2 separate regions of the Muntiacus reevesi genome follow, and region 1 is linked to region 2. A link is a contact called in public Hi-C data. All regions are on one chromosome and are shown on one strand. Each heading gives the region's core, a stretch centred on a gene start, on an enhancer-like site or on the middle of the called end of the contact. The rest is flanking DNA. Distances are from core to core; before and after follow the strand shown.

What was found. Hi-C and Micro-C count contacts between places; a contact is called where the count stands out from the background.
Region 1: a Hi-C map of blood shows a contact between it and region 2, with 2.1 times the contacts expected there. The contact joins the promoter of ITSN2 here to the promoter of ATAD2B in region 2. A contact is called at or near these places in 2 of 3 Hi-C or Micro-C datasets (blood and muscle).

The regions. Positions count from the first base shown.
Region 1 is chr3:30,546,070-30,551,341 of mMunRee1.1, forward strand. It overlaps ITSN2 (intersectin 2), which reads right to left and starts at 3,779. Exons shown (of 39, transcript XM_065928660.1): 1 at 3,714-3,779.
Region 2 is chr3:30,275,576-30,280,428 of mMunRee1.1, forward strand. ATAD2B (ATPase family AAA domain containing 2B) reads right to left here and starts at 2,614. Exons shown (of 29, transcript XM_065928639.1): 1 at 2,019-2,614. The coding sequence starts at 2,234.

The DNA.
Region 1 (5,272 bases), core at 2,529-5,028, 270 kb after region 2:
GAGGACTAGTTCAGCTTTGAAATGTCTCTTTGAAGTAAGTTGGAATAATAATATGTAACATTTATTAAGCACTTAAACTAAGCAGAAATTACTGTAAGGACTTTATATTACATACAACATCACTATGAGATAGATACTGTTATTTTCCCCATTTTACATATGAGGAAACAGAAGCTTAGAGAAGTAAAATAAGTTGCTCAAAACAGATATAAGCAGGAGACTTAACTTAAAGGCCTGTACTTTTATCCAGACTAAAATAAATAAAATTTTTATTGAAATACATATACTTTTTCTAAAATGAATATGCACTAGTGAAAAAAAAAAGATCTAGAAAACATAAAACAGTTGCTTAAGTAAAACAAGTTAAAAGTCTACCATCTGATATTAGATCTCTATAAATGTCTACCATAACCACTGCTGAATAACTTCACAAACAAATCATTCAGTGTCCTGATATAGCTGTGAAATTAATTTTTAAATTAATCTCTCAGAACATTTGAAAATGAAATATGGTGCCCTCCTAGAGTTGTAAAAAAACATTCTTTCTTGCTGTATTAGCTCAGATGTATTCTTTTTCTGCTTCTGTTTCCTTCCCCCTCCCCCACTTCCTCTCTGCCTTTAGATCATTTAAGACCAGTTCAGTTCCTCCTTCTCAAGAATACCTATAGGCACACTCTCCCCAACAGGACTCTAATTTGGTCGCTATGCTCTGTAGGTAGAGAATGGTAAAAAGTAAAAATAAACTCAAGTAAAAAAAATATAGCATTTCTGATCCAGCTTCATCTATAGGACTACTCTTTTACAGAACTAATCCTAAACATTATTTTTATACTTCACACTTGGAATCCTGCCTTTAACAATTGGCACACAAAAACATCTGCCTATTTTTAGCCTTTCTTCATAAATATTAATAGTTATTCCATAAATTTTTCCATAAATAAGGTACTGAAAAGATCAGAATATAGAAAAGAAAAACAGGCACACGCATTGTTGTATGGTAATAAGATACCACCATATTTTGAGTAAGGTAATTAGTTTATTCTGAATCATTTCTGGAACTTTTTAATATAAATGCTTTACAAGTAAATATAGTATATAAAAATGTTACTATTGATGGAATAATATGTATCAAAACTTTCATTCATTTACTCAACAAATACTGAATGCCCAAATAACCTTTTGTTTTAATTTCTGAACCAAGATGAAGGTACCATATAAGGAACAGATGCTGAAGTTAGAAGAATCTTGGTTTGAAACCCAGCTCTTGTACTTACTAGCTCAGTGACCTAGAATAACTCAGTTAACCTAGAGAAGCTCTGTTAACCTCCAGGTTAACATTTCAGTTATCTATTTGATGGGTGGGAAAGAACTACTCATAGGGTCTCTGTGAGCTTCAAATGATTATGTAACACAACACAGAGCCTGAGAGGCAGTAAGTGCTCAATAAATGACAAAAATGGTAAATATATTTTAATACTGAGGAAAGTAGCTGAAGTAGATAGCCAATAAATGGTCTTTTTGTCTTACTAGATAGAAATTTGTGAAACTCTATATTAAAAATACAACAAAGTAAAAATCTTAAGGTTATGTAAGAAATTTCCACTTTAAAAAAGAGATATGGTAAGTCTATGGAGTGAAAAAAATAAAGGAAGAAAGAGATGGGCAAAGAAGGTCTTGAAAGCTGCTGAGTTTGGGTGATGGATGGATAGAGGTTCCTTTTACTATTAAGATTTTGTGAAGATACAAAGTTTTTTTAAAACCATAATTCTAATCCCAGCAATTGTATAATACATTTTCTCATATTCTGATGAGATCTGGATTTTAGCCATGAGATATGCTGAACTAACAATAGTACCTCCCTGCTCAGTAATTCAGTACAGGTCAAGTTTTCTCAAACAATGCTACCTTTCGTTATAAAAGTAAGCAAAAAAAACAATTACATGCATTAAAGTATATTTAAAAAATGCAAGCTTTAGTGAGGCTCACTACTACTACATTAAATCAGCAGCCATGCACAATTTTTTCCATGGCCTCAAAAAAACCACAAAATTCTGTTTGTCCTTAAATGAAGCTTTTAGAAACAACTTTCACCTTACCTACTTTTGAAGTAATAAGGAATATATATCAAGCATATCTCAATAAAGCTGGGCGAAATAAATTACAAGGGAATCGTAGGCACAGCCAAAGAAACCTAGCACAACAAAATTGCTACCATCTTTAAATTTTGAGAGACGTCATTATTAATTTATGTAAGGGTTTTACGTGATGTTTCTAGATTGTGTTTAGGTTTCACCACTGATTAACAACATAGCAAAGAAGCACAGGGAGAGAGGCAATTACTTTTCTTAAGAGGCTTAAGAAGCTTAACCTGGAGTGTATGCTACCTAAATTAAGCTGACTAGGACAACACAAAATTTCAAGGCACATTTGCCTATTCCTGGGTAAGCAAGTAAACCCTAGTAAAAACAAACTAGTGCATTTAGCAAAGCAAACATTTTTGTGTTAAGCTTAATTCCTATCACAAAGTATTCTATCAAAAATATTCCTAATTAATATGTCTCAAGTGAAGCATACTTGCCATCAGCAATCACTCTACCATAACGCACAGGATTAATAAATCCAAATACATCATCTTTTTACAAAATGCACAGCCATCTGCATTTCAGCCTCGGTTTACCCATTCACTATACACATGCAGGCGTCTTCAAAAAAAATTATAAAAGCAATCAACTTTTACTCTGGTCCAAGAGATTACAGCTCTCCGTGCTTCCTGTATACCCTAGAAGTCAATAACGCTGAAGTCAAATTGTAACATTTCCCAACTTTGGTTTAATGAGAGCGTCGGACTCAGAGCATCCGCCCACTGGCCTCTCGTGACTCGGGCTACTTTGACGCACTGGGATGCGGCTCACCTGACGTTCCGCACCAACCATTGCCAAGAAGGAAAACCAACTCCGTGAAAATAAAATGGGGCCCCGAGGAAGCGGGCGGGTGCCCCTCAGGGCTGGTTCGCTTCTGCCCGCACCCCGAAAGCGAGGGAGCCGGCCGCGGCGTCCGCACCTGCCAGAAGAGGCCGCGGCCGGGGTCCGGGGTTTGGCCGCGGGGAAGACGCAGCCCGGCCCCGGCCCCTGGCCGTCCGCCCCTGCCGCGCCGCGGGGGCAGGAACCCGGGGCCGGAGGTTTCCGCCCGGCGCCGCCAAGACTGCCAGGGGCCTAGTTCGGGGACCTCCCGGGCTCCCGAGGGCCCGTCCGCGTCGTGTGGGGCGCGCAGCCGCCTTCCAGCCCGGCCCGCGAGCCTCCCCGCGGCGGACACGGCAGCGCCTGCACCTGCCCCGCGCCCTGCCGCAGCCCGGGCAGCGGCTTCACCCACCTGGCGCGCCCGCCGCGCCTCCCGCACGTCACAGCGCGACCCCGCGCCCCTCGGCACCAGCGGCGCGGGCGCGGGCGGATGCCGGGAGACCTGCTCGGCAGCCGCCGCCGCGCCTGCTTCGTCGTCAGGCCGCCGACAGCGAACCTGTTGCGCAGCCTGTCACGGCCGCTCGGGCTCCGCGGCGCCGCCTCAGCCCCACAACATGGCGGCCGCGGCCTCCGCAGGAAGCCGGGGGGCGGGGAGGGAGGCGACGGGCCGGGCAGTTGACGGCCCGCCCGCCCGCTGGCGGGCACCGACTCGTACTCCCTTGGGAACCCGAAATTGGCCCGGGCGCGGCTCCTCACCCCCGGAGTCTCGAGGCCGCGGACCCCGCGGGTCTGGTCCTCATGCTCGTCTCTTCCCTCGGGGAGGCCCCGAAGCCCTGAACACGGCAGCCCTTCCTGGAGGGGTGCCTACCCACCTGGCTCCTCCTCCCCGAGGTGACATGTTGGGGTTGGGTAGTGCGTTTCCTGCCACCGCAGACCCCATGGTTTCGGAGGAGGGCCAACCGGTGTCCAGCACGTCCCTGATGCATGCGCCCCCACCCCACCCCAAGTACCTGTGGGGTTCTTTCCGGAGCCTTCTCACCTGGGAGTTCAATTCCCCTGGAATGGGGATGGGACGGGCATAGGTTATTCCCACCTTTGTTCATGGGTGTGTTACGGCCCTTTCCTTCAAATACCCTAGAAGGACTCACCTTCATCGTACCTAACAGTCGTCCATTCAGCGTCCCTCACCCTCCTCTATAACAAACAAAAAAGGACGAGAAAGGAGCCTTCCAGCCCCTATCCACACGCAGAGCAGCTAACTCGAATACTCTGGCCAAGCAGTAGGAAGATAGTGATCTCTCCGTGAATTCCACGACCTGCAGCCCTCCCTATGCTGACCTTTCTTCCCCACCTGAGAGCCGCCTGACAGGTGAAGCTCAAATTCAGCATCTGTTTTTTCTCCCCTTTCAGCTCCTAGTCTCTTCACAAAAGACTAAATAACTCAAGTCACCACCATTTATGGGGGGCTTGCCCTTGACACAGCACTCCTTCAAGAGAAAGGCTCTTTGTTATTTGAGGTTCGAGGTGGCGTCGGTGGTTATGGGCATAACAAAGTGGAGGTGCAAGACCCAAAATTTTTGTTGGCTTTACACGTGGAGTGTAGGATGGACCCATGTACAAAACTCATAACCATGACTTGTTGGAAAAGGAGAAATCTGTGCAGAGCAAAAGATCCCATAGCTTCCTTCCATTCGTACACGTTGGGGCATGTGAATGTAGCCAGGCTGACTTAAGAGGTGTGACTCCAGAGACCAGGCCTATCTGAACTAGACAGGCAACTCCTGTGAGGAACTTAGCAAACATTAGTGATGATAAACAGGCTTTTCCCGCTCTCACATTCGATGTCTTTCCTAACTCTTAGATTTGGACCTGACTTTATAGACAGGTCCTGAGCTAGTGACACAGGAAAACCTGACTTCTTTGCATTTGCCTAGGAAGTCATTTATCTACTAGAGACCAGTCTGTCTGTCCTTTATCTGCTGGGGACCAATCAGTCTGCAAACAAACCACCCAAGCTACAGACAGCACTCTTGAGCACATGGTCTTATTCCCATGACAGATATCACCAATTATTTATGATACCTTTTGGAGTCTGTGCTTCAGTCCAAGCCTCTGAATCCTTCTCAACTGTAGTTCTCCAAAGGGTTGGTCTGTAAGGTAAAATCTATTTTTATTCCCAATAGGCCGATTGATAACCAGTCTCCATTTCCCTCCCATTGTCTGATCAATGTCATTTGTGTTTCTGGGTTCTGGACCTGATACCATTCACCCTGAGTCCTCTTTCTTTCTAAAGGAGGAGGCCAAATCCTTGGTAG
Region 2 (4,853 bases), core at 1,364-3,863:
GGATTAGTAAATATCCTAAATTTCTCAGCGAAAGCAATTAGATCATTCCATCATCTACTTGGATCAGAATACAAATCTTCTTAAAGCAGAAAAAAAAATATTTCATAGTAAATATTCATTGGCCTGTTGTTCATGGACTTTTTAAGCCATTTTGAAAGGATCTTTGAAACAGTTTCATTAGTATCTCTCTGGAAAGAGCTCTAACATGTTTCATTCTTCTAGCAATTTAAAAGCTACCACATGTTCATTTCCATGTTAGATTATTGATTCCTTGCCTTTTAACATCTCCATAACAGCTGCTTGACAAATTACCTCACCTCATTCCTCAGGGGGATAAGGACAGCATAATATCCATGAATTCAAAAATGGAACCACAAAATGATCAGTGACAGATGAGCTAATTGCTTCAGATTGAGACACTGCTCTAGTAGACAAGGCATTCATAGCATGATACAATTAAATGCTTACACTCTAAATATTTTATTTGTACTTAAGTGTACAGGGAAAACCTATCTTCCTTTTATTTTAAAATAGATGTTAGCTTCAGAAAGTCAGTAAGCTTATATGTGTTTGGAATAATTTCGACAGAAAGTCGAGTTTTCAGAATAATTATTCTGAATGGTATGCACAACTTTCAGACTTAACTTTCTTATTTCAACCTAAGAGAGCTGTAAGACCCAAAAAAAGTCTACTGATAGGGCAATTTTAAAAATACTTTCCAGACTTTTAGCAAAGTAAAGGCCAAACATATTTTCAAAGATACAACATATTTCAGAAAAGTAAAGTAAAATGTGTCTATTGTATTTGCCTTTGTTCATTCTGATTAGTGTCAGAACTGTATGAGATACAGAGAAAAAGCATACACAAACATAATCTTATAAACCCCCACAGAAAATATTGCTTTCCTCCCCTAAGAATAACAAAATGGTGTGGATTTAAAGGAGTTATTTTAAATGAACAATGTCCAGTCAAATTGCTCTTAGAAAATTAGCCTCTCTCTAGACAAAAGCAACACACTTTTCTAAATTCATAACAAATCTCACAACACAACCTTATCGATTCCTTTAACGTGATAAAACGTATGTGGTAGCTCAGAGCTTTACCTTGTAATAAATTTCGGTATCTATCACTTTAAAAAAAAAAAAAAAACTAAATCATCACCGGTGTTCTTCAAATGTCACTTTCGCAGTAATGGTACAACGGTGGTGTTAACTCACCTTTTATAAACTATTCCTATTACCCGGACGGAGACATCCAAGAAACCAAACAATTTGGAGATGATAGTGCCTACTACCAGTAATATTCGACATGTTTCTTTAGACGTGCCCCTTTTGCGACCTTAAGGCTCTACTAGAAAACTCTACCGAGTCCCTTCTAGAACCCTGGTTAGCGGGCTGGCTGATTCCAGACATCACGTTTGATCGCTCCTGCCTGGAGAGGCGATAGTGTTGATTTTGTTTTTAAAGTTGCTGTCAGAGCAGCTACAAACTTTTTTCAGCATCCCTGCCTGGCTGCCAACTGGAGCTCTCCGCTCACTTCCTCACCAACTTGAACCACCCCCAAACAGTTTGAGAGTAAGCTGGAGTTAGACACCGGCAGGAGCTGACACACTTTACAGGAAGGGTTTGACACCGCAGAAAACTTTCACTTCTCCTCTCCAGCCCTTCCAAACGGGGACTCTGGCCCCTCGCTCATGCTCCCCTGGAATTCCTCTCTCGGGCCGGACAAGGACTCAGAAAGCAGGCTGTTCTGATGTTCCCGAGAAGACAAACACCACCACCCCCCCGGAATAACCCTCACCCCTGGACTCAAGTCCCGTTCTTCACACAAAAGAGCGCGGCCAGCAGAGCTGTCGCGGCCCTACCTAGCCGGCTGCCACCCTCCACCGCACCCGCAGACCAGGTCTCCAGCCGCCCGAGCGGTCCCCACCGGAGGCTTCCTGCCCCGACCCGGTCAGACAAAGCCCCGGCGGCCGGGCCAACCTGCCAGCCTCCGGACTCGGGCCGCCGCGCTCTTACCCGGGCCTCATCCAGAGCGACGCCGGCGCCGCCGCTTCCCCCGGCCTTGGCGGCGGGGCAGCTGGCAGCACGGGTCTTGGAGGAGCGGGTCCGAGAGGAGATGAAATGGCTGCTGCCTCCGGTCGCCCCGGGCTCTACTCCGGCCCCAGGCCCAGGCCCAGGCCCAGGCGACTTAGATCCGAGAAGGCGCAGAGAGCTCTTCCGGGTGTTCACCATGGTTCAGCCAGGAGGACGGGGTCCACGCCGCACCCGCGGCGCCCGCCGCGCCGGGGAGACCCAAGGAAGGCCGGCCCGCTGGCCGGGCAGTCAGGGCCAGTGGAGCCGGGCCGGGAAAGACAAGCCGAACCAGACTCCGAGGAGCGCAGATGAAGACAGGAGAGAGCAGGGCAAAGGAAGAGAAGTCGGCGTGCGAAGACAGGTAGCGGGAGACGGGAGCGATGCTCCGGGCCGACGGCTCAGACTCTCTGCCGGCTTCGCCCTCCTCAGCGGGAGCCGAGCGGAGCCGCCATTTCTGCCCCTTTCTCTCCCGTTCTCGCTCTCGAGCTCCGTGCGTCAGGACTCCAGCGCCGCAGGGCCGACGAGACCGCTTCCGGCCTGGCCGCTGCGGGGCGCTGCAAGGCCGGCCAGCCCTTCTCTTGCCGGCTTTTCCCTCTTCTTCCCCCGCCCCTCCAGTAGGCCCCTCCCAGCGGCGCGCTGTCAGCGCTCGGCGGCCACGGAAGGGACGCTCTGGGCTGTTAGCTCTATGGTTTCCAGGTCTGGCCGGCCGCCGAGGAAGTGAGGATGAGAAAAACCAGAATGTGCTCAGGACGAGTTAGCGCGCTGGAGTCGGTCGTGGAACCTTCATACCCGGCCAGGCCTGGCTACCCCAGCATGGCCATCATCACCCCCAGGTGCCCTGAATGGAGCCAGAAAGGACTGGCAAAGGCCGAGGATAGAGGGGGACCGGTGAAGACGAGGGCGTGGTGACTGAGGGGGAATCCCAGGGACCCCAAGGCAAGACATTGAACTTGAGTCGTACTTTTCAGGACTACAAAAATGTGAATGATAATTGTGATAAAAACAGATCTGTGTCGTATCTGGCACATGGTTAAGTTTAAGAAAGAACTAACGCTAGAACCCTGCGTCTTTAAACAAAGCAAGGCACTGTCGTTTTCTGTAACGTTAGCCAGACCTAAGGCGGAGTCCACGAAGAATGAATTCTTCTAAGAGCTTCCACTGTTTTCTGCCCGGGCAAGAATTAAAAATACAAAAGCTGAACACAAAGATACAAAATGTGCCATTTAACTTTCACAGAAAAAGATTAAGGGACACAATATGAAAAGCTATTCTGTAAATAAGAATTATATTCATTTCCAAAAATTGCCTCACCTATAAAAATTGAAGACTCGAGAAAAGTCTTGTAAAAATCAACAAGCTGCAACAAAATTAGAGAATTCCAGCCATCCAAGCTACTAATTGTTGAACAAAACTGTATAATGCACTGGGAATGGAAATGGCTTTTCTGTTGGAGAAGCAGTACAGATTCCAGGAAAGCAGACAAGTCCCTCTTACACTAATTTGCATACCACACCCTCCCCAGAACACTTCACCCACTATTTAAAACCCGCTTCTTGGGTATGGAGACCTCATAATACAAGATTTCAGTTTTCCTGGATCAACTAGCTATGAGATCATTGAACAAAATAAACAGTTTCATTTCCTCCAGAAAGAATCTGGCTTTATTATTCAAAGTATCCTGAAAAGGTGTATGGTATGCAAATTAGTAGACAAAGGACTTGCTTCTGTATTTGTTTTTGTAGTCCTAAACTGAGAAAGTCAGATTGTTATTTGAGTTACCACAACGTAGATCAAAACAGTCAATCCTAAAGGAAATCAACCCTGAATATTCATTGGAAAGACTGGTGCTAAAGCTAAAGCTCCAATACTCTGGCCACCTGATTTGAAGAGTCGACTCACTGGAAAAGACCCAGATGCTGGGAAAGACTGAGGGCAGAAGGAAAGGGAGCAACAGAGGCTGAGATGGTTGGATGGGATAACTAATCCAATGGACATGAGTTAGAACAAATGCTGGAAGTTAGTGAAGGACATGGAAGACTGGCGAGCTGCAGTCCATGGGGTCACAGAGTCAGACACAGCTTAGCTAGAGAACATCAAAAAAATGCCAACAATGTTGCCTTTTTCCTTCCATCTTCAATATTGGCTACACAAAAATTACCAATTTTGTAAGTTTGTTTTTTTTAATACATACTATTGTGACAGCTGTCATGATACAATCTAACAAAATTGTTTCAAATGAAGTTAAAGGCAACTAAGTGCTACTAGGAAAAAAAAAAAACTGTTTCTTGCTAGAAGTAACAAATGTGTACAGCTACAGCCTAACAGTGGATACAGTCTCAAGTGAGGATACTTGCCTAGCTTTGTAATATTAACATAACTTCGTAAGCTTATTAACTATCTTCAGTGATCCATTCCTTTCACAAACAAAATTTACTAACACCTACTAATGTGTTGGGCTTCTCTTGTGCCTCAGCTGGTAAAGAATCTGCCTGCAATGAGGGAGACCTGTGTTTGATCCCTGGGTTGGGAAGATCCCCTGGAGAAGGGGAAGGCTACTCACTCCAGTATTCTGGCCTGGAGAATTTCATGGACTGTATAGTCCATGGGGTCACAAAGTCAGACACGACAGAGTGACTTTCACTTTCACTTTCATTACTATGTTAAATACTAAATATATTTGACCATTAAACAGTCCTTCCTTCAAGAAACTTAATGCTTAACTCCTTAAATCAGACAGTAAAAGGCATATAAGACACTCATTGGAAGAAAAGCTATGAC